2 separate regions of the Bos taurus genome follow, and region 1 is linked to region 2. The links are chromatin contacts, called in public Hi-C maps. All regions are on one chromosome and are shown on one strand. The core of a region is the stretch at or near the end of the contact, and the rest is flanking DNA. Distances in the headings are between cores, read along the strand shown.

The links. A called contact is a pair of places that touch in the nucleus more often than the background predicts.
Region 1: a Hi-C map of liver shows a contact between it and region 2, with 2.4 times the contacts expected there. The contact joins the promoter of INTS8 here to the promoter of NDUFAF6 in region 2. A contact is called at or near these places in 2 of 11 Hi-C or Micro-C datasets (liver and an unstated tissue).

The regions. Positions count from the first base shown.
Region 1 is chr14:69,504,239-69,507,313 of ARS-UCD2.0, forward strand. It overlaps INTS8 (integrator complex subunit 8), which reads right to left and starts at 1,412. Exons shown (of 27, transcript NM_001102556.1): 1 at 1,279-1,412. The coding sequence starts at 1,408.
Region 2 is chr14:69,300,047-69,303,001 of ARS-UCD2.0, forward strand. It overlaps NDUFAF6 (NADH:ubiquinone oxidoreductase complex assembly factor 6), which reads right to left and starts at 1,548. Exons shown (of 9, transcript NM_001105389.1): 1 at 1,349-1,548. The coding sequence starts at 1,545.

The DNA of each region.
Region 1 (3,075 bases), core at 162-2,661, 200 kb after region 2:
GTGTATACATATAACTGAATCACCTCACTGTATACCTAAAACATTATAAATCAACTATTCAACTTTTTTTGAAAGTTAAGGGATAAAAAAGGGGATCCAAACAGTTGTGTAGTTACAATGAATAAGGATTATGATTCACAAGAAGTGAGCCTGGCTATTATAAACGAAAGATCAGGAAGGATGTAAGAAGGGAAGATAACAGATCCTTGCAGACAAAAGCACTTTAGACGACAGAACATAATGGTTACAGATTTCAGTTCGGCAAACAACTGTCAAATTAGGGGAAAGAAATGCCATGTTTAAAATTATTGCTTTAAGGCTTAATTAGTGGGACTTGCATCAAGTTACCTCTGCACCTGTTTCTGTCAATGCAAAATAGAGGACCACCTACCTCACAGGATTATCATGAAGACGGAATTAAACGAGAATGCAGCTGTGAAGCATGAAGCACAGAGCTTGGCACCCAGAAACACTCAACAAACTGAATTAAAAGCACATTAATACAATATAGTGGTAAAACCGCCCACGTGAAGTACACCAACTTCTCGCACAGGAGTCTCCACCAGCTCATTAGTGGTGGATTAGTCTAATTACCAGTGGATTAGACTGAACAAGCACATCTGGATTCGAACTCTCGTCAGCAATTTATCATCCAAGGAACTTACCTTTTCATGCCAGCACCTCTTTCCAGAAATACCTGTTATTTCCCACCCTCCCTGAACAGCACTCCTGAACTGCAGTATCAATCATAAACATCATTATACAATAACCATCTTGCAACTGTGATAGCATTTTCTGCTTTCAGAAGTTTTCGCTTTGATTTACAACCCAACTTTGGAATAATTGAGTCAGCAGAATCCGTTTGTTGAGGAATCAAACAGTTAAAATACGGACCTAAGATATTCAGCGTCAGGACCAGCCTCTGAACAGCTGATGTCTCCGCAGACCGCACCCCCCGCCCAAACTGTCCGGGGTTCAGCCCCAGGGGAGGGCTGAGACCCCCTCCCCCCGAACCCGAGTACGGTCACAAGGCCACCTGAGAGGCGACAAGACGGCAAACACTAATAGGGGGCGGGAGCGGGAGGGGCTCTGTTTCCCGCTTTTCTTAGGCCTCCCGGAGCGGCGCCCCGCGCCGGCAGGTTTGATGCCCAGTCAGAGACGGGGCGGCGCCAGGGCTCAGCCCCGAGGCCCGCCTCCCCGGGCCGCGGGGTAGCGACAGAAGGCGCGGGGCGGCGGGAGCCCCGAGGGCAATCCTTGGGCCGCGGGCGCCGCGCTTACCCGGGCAGGGCTTGCGCAGGTGTTTCTCCAACAGCGACTCCTGCAGCAGGAACTCGAACCAGGAGGTCTGCGGCGGGGTGCAGGGGCGGCTGGAGGTGGCCGCCTCCCGGTCCGCCGCCTCCGCGCTCATCCTGCCCCCGCCGCCGCTACCCCCAGGGACGCTTCCCGGCTCCAACCTGACGCTCGGACGCGGGCCCCGGGGGCCTCTGACGTGCGGAACTGCCCGGAAGCGAGGGGGCACGCGGAACGTCCCGGAAACCCACACAACCCAAAATGGCGGCCTGACCCCCAGCCGGGGCGGGGCGTCCTGGTTCCGCCCCCACCCCACCCCCGCCGCGCCTCCAGACCAATCGTTATTCGAGTTGGAGGAGGGCGGGGCCGATGTCTTTGGGAGACGGCTTGCTGGTGAACTACGTCGCTCAGTTTGCTTTCCCTGTTCCCTTGGCCAGCGGACAGAACAGCCTCATCGGCAGGCCTGAGAGTCTTCGGAAAATTTAGCGAACCCTACAGGTTCAGACTGTGATCTAGGCAAATCTGTCTTTGTTGATTTCAATTTTCCGACGTCCATTTCTGAGATTTCAGTTCAGTTCAGTCGCGTCCAACTCTTTGCGACCCCATGGACTGCAGCACACCAGGCCTCCCTGTCCATCACCAACTCCTGGAGTTTATTCAAACTCATGTGCATGGAGTCAGTGAGGCCATCCAACCATCTTATTCTCTGTCATCCCCTTCTCCTCCCGCCTTCTATCTTTCCCAACATCAGGGTCTTTTCAAATGAGTCAGTTCTTTGCATCAGGTGGCCAAAGTTTTTGGAGTTTCAGCTTCACCATCAGTCCTTCCAATGAATATTCAGTACTGATTTCCTTTAGGATGGACTGGTTGGATCTCCTTGCAGTCCAAGGAACTTTCAAGAGTCTTTTCCAATACCACAGTTCAAAAGCATCAAGTCTTCAGCGATCAGTTTTCTTTATACTCCAACTCACATCCATACATGACTACTGGAAAAACCATAGTCTTGACTAGATAGACCTTTGTCAGCAAAGTAATGTCTCTGCTTTTTAATATGCTATCTAGATTGATCATAACTTTTCTTCCAAGGAACAAGCGTCCTTTAATTTCTTGGCTGCAATCACCATCTGCAGTGATTTTGGAGCCCCCCCCAAAATAAAGTCTGACACTGTTTCTACTGTTTCCCCATCTATTTCCCATGAAGTGATGGAACCAGATGCCATGATCTTTGTTTTCTGAATGTTGAGCTTTAAACCAACTTTTTCACTCTCCTCTTTCACTTTCATCAAGAGGCTCTTTAGTTCTTCACTTTCTGCTGTAAGGGTGGTGTCATCTGCATATCCGAGGTTATTGATATTTCTCCTGGCAATCTTGATTCCAGCTTGTGCTTCTTCCAGCCCAGCGTTTCTCATGATGTACTCTGCATATAAGTTAAATAACCAGGGTGACAATATACAGCCTTGACGTATTCCTTTTCCTATTTGGAACCAGTCTGTTGTTCCATGTCCAGCTCTAACTGTTGCTTCCTGACCTGCATACAGATTTCTCAGGAGGCAGGTCAGGTGATCTGGTATTCCTATCTCTTTCAGAATTTTCCACAGTTTATTGTGAAGGCTTTGAAAGGCTTTGACATAGTCAAAACAGCAGAAATAGATGTTTTTCTGCAACTCTCTTGCTTTTTCCATAATCCAACGGATGTTGGCAATCACACATCTAGTTAGTATTAAAATAGGGACTTGAGTTTCCATTTTATCTGATCCCAGAGGCCATACTTAGCATTCTGCTTCA
Region 2 (2,955 bases), core at 298-2,797:
TCAGATAAGGTTTGCCTGCTTTAAATCACTAGAGTCAACAGCCTCCATTCCACTTAATTACCAATATGGACAGATTAAGTGTCTCCCCATTTGTAAATATATATTTGAGAAAAGCTGTTCTGTGATATCTACAGACTATTACTAGAAGAACATAAAAGAAATCTGTAAGAGCGACTCAACCCTGGATAGGAAAGTCAGAGGACACTACTGGTGTCAAAGAAAAACCGCACTGAACAAGTGACTGTGGATGGTATACATTTTGGTAACCTAAACTGTTTATTATCAAAAAGTGGTAATTTTAAACTATATAAAAATGAATATAACTATTTTGGCTTTTACAATTTTTAATGCCCTGATTTCCACTAATGCTACCTTGTTTCTCCATAAGTAATCAACAAGTAAACAAGGGGGGATAGGTACACTATTTTTAAAAGCATTAAAAACAAAACACTGAAATGCATGGGAATTCTGTCATTATACTACATTTTGCTATAACGGAATTCCAAAAAATTGGGATTTACTAGCCCAATCAAATCCAGGGTGGTTAACTACTCTAGCACTTCTCAGAAGCCCTTGAGACCAGATATTTTGAGACCTTCTGCCGCTTTTATTAATCAAAGGCAGCAGAGTCGGGGAGGGGAGCGGTGTATTTTAAACCATTCATCCCTGAAGTCAGACCTGGAATCCAAGACAGGCCCCTGCCGAGATGTATCAGGTAACCTGAAACATCCAATTCACTCCTCTGTGCTTTTCACGTGTTACCTGAACAAAATCGTCATTAAGCCTCTGACTTTATGAGGCTTAGATTCCACTGAACTCGGGTAAATCCCCTGAATTCTCTCTAAATCTGCTTCCATATCTGCTAAATAAGATAATACCGTTTATACTGTACTCACTGTGCCCCTGCTTTAAGCCAGACATTGTTCTAAATGTTTTAATTCATAAAACTCGGAGTGTACAACTGTCCGTCATACTTTGTGGCGAAGATTACATAAATTACTTGTAAACTAATATTTTGCATAATGCCTGACTGACACACAAGAAGAACTCAAAGTTAGCCACTGCTTACTTAAAATTAATTACTAGTCATCTTTCACATTAAAAAAAAACACTCATGTAAAAAGCTTAACGTTAAGACTCAAGCTACATGACAGACGAAGGAATTTTGCCACAATTTTGGGACCGATGTGAAAGCTCCTGTGGCTTCACTCCCACCACACACCCAGGGATGACCCCAGGGCACACGCGTTGGAATGCCAAGAGGCAGGTCGGCCTCGAGGCCCGCCGCGCCCACGAGGGTCCCTTCCGGCTTTGCTCCCCGACCTCGGGGCAGGCCGGGCTCTCTCACCGCAGCAGCTCCAAGCAGTAGCGGTCAGTGCCCGAGGCGCCAAGTCCACTACCCGCGGCCACGCTCCTCCCGGACGCTACGGGCTCCGAAAGCCGCCGTGCGCGCGCCCACAGGCCCCGGGGTGGTCGGCGGCGACACAGGCCGGGGACGCCGAGCCGCAGAGGTCCCCACGCCGAGCCCAAGGTGGAGGCCGCCATGACACCGACGCCGCCTGCCCTTCGACCCCGCGTTCTCGGCGCGCGGCTACGCTCGGCCACGCCCCCGGCAGGTCAAGCAGCAGGGCGAGGCGACAGGAAGGCGACCTCTGGCCGCTGCTCGGAGAGGAGCCAGGTGTCGCTGTGGTCTGCCGCCGTGCACCTCAGGGAGAGCCCCGCCTGAGTCCCAGGGATTCCGCCCAGGCTCTCCCCTTCCCTTCCAGGCCCTCCTGAAGATGTGTTTATCGAGATAGGAGAATGGAGAATAATTTAACAGTTTACTAGCTTGATTTATAACTTTTAAACAATTATTCACATGGCATGTGAGCCTCCTTAGGCCCTCTTAACCTCAGGCCGGTGAAATGTTACAGTTGAGTCTAGTTGCCAGGACCCCAGACCTGGTCCAAGCTGCTTACATCTGGATCCAAGTAACACCTCCTGCGTCCAGGTTTGACCAGACGTTTCCTGCTGCCGCCACACTCTTCAGTTCAGTTCAGTCGCTAAGTTAGTGTCCGACTCTTTGCGACCCCATGGACTGCAGCACGCCAGGCCTCCCTGTCCATCACCATCTCCCCGGAGCTTGTTCAGGCTCATGTCCATTGAGACTGTGATGCCATCCAACCATCTCATCCTCTGTCGTCCCCTTCTCCTCCTGCCTTAATTCTTCCCCAGCATCGAGGTCTTTTCCAATGAGTCCTCTCTTCACATCAGGTGGCCAAAGTACTGGAGTTTCAGTTTCAGCATCAGTCCTTCCAATGAATATTCAGGTCTGATTTCCTTTAGGATTGACTGGTTGGATCTCCTTTCAGTCCAAGGGACTCTCAGGAGTCTTCTTCAGCGCCGCAGTTCAAAAGCATCAATTCTTGAGCGCTTAGCTTTCTTTAGGGTCCAACTCTTGCATCCATACATGACTACTGGAAAAACCAGAGCTTTGATTAGACAAACCTTTGTCAGCAAAGTAATGTCTCTGCTTTTTAACATGCTGTCTAGGTTGGTCATAGCTTTTCTTCCAAGGAGCCACACTAGTTCTTTCTAAAATGTACTTCTGATCATGATCCTTTCCTGACTGACAAACTTTGCTGAGTGTTGGATAAAGTTCCTCCATGACAATAGCCTCTGTTTACCTTTCAGCCTCAACCCAAGCATTTGTAACTCCAGCTTAATGATTCTCCTTAAACCCAAGGGAGAGAGTTCTGCTTTTGTGGACCCAAGATCAGATCAGATCAGATCAATCGCTCAGTCGTGTCCAACTCTTTGTGACCCCATGAATCGCAGCACACCAGGCCTCCCTGTCCATCACCATCTCCCGGAGTTCACTCAGACTCACGTCCATCCAGTCAGTGATGCCATCCAGCCATCTCATCCTCTGTCGTCCCCTTCTCCTCCTGCCCCCAATCCCTCCCAGCATCAGAG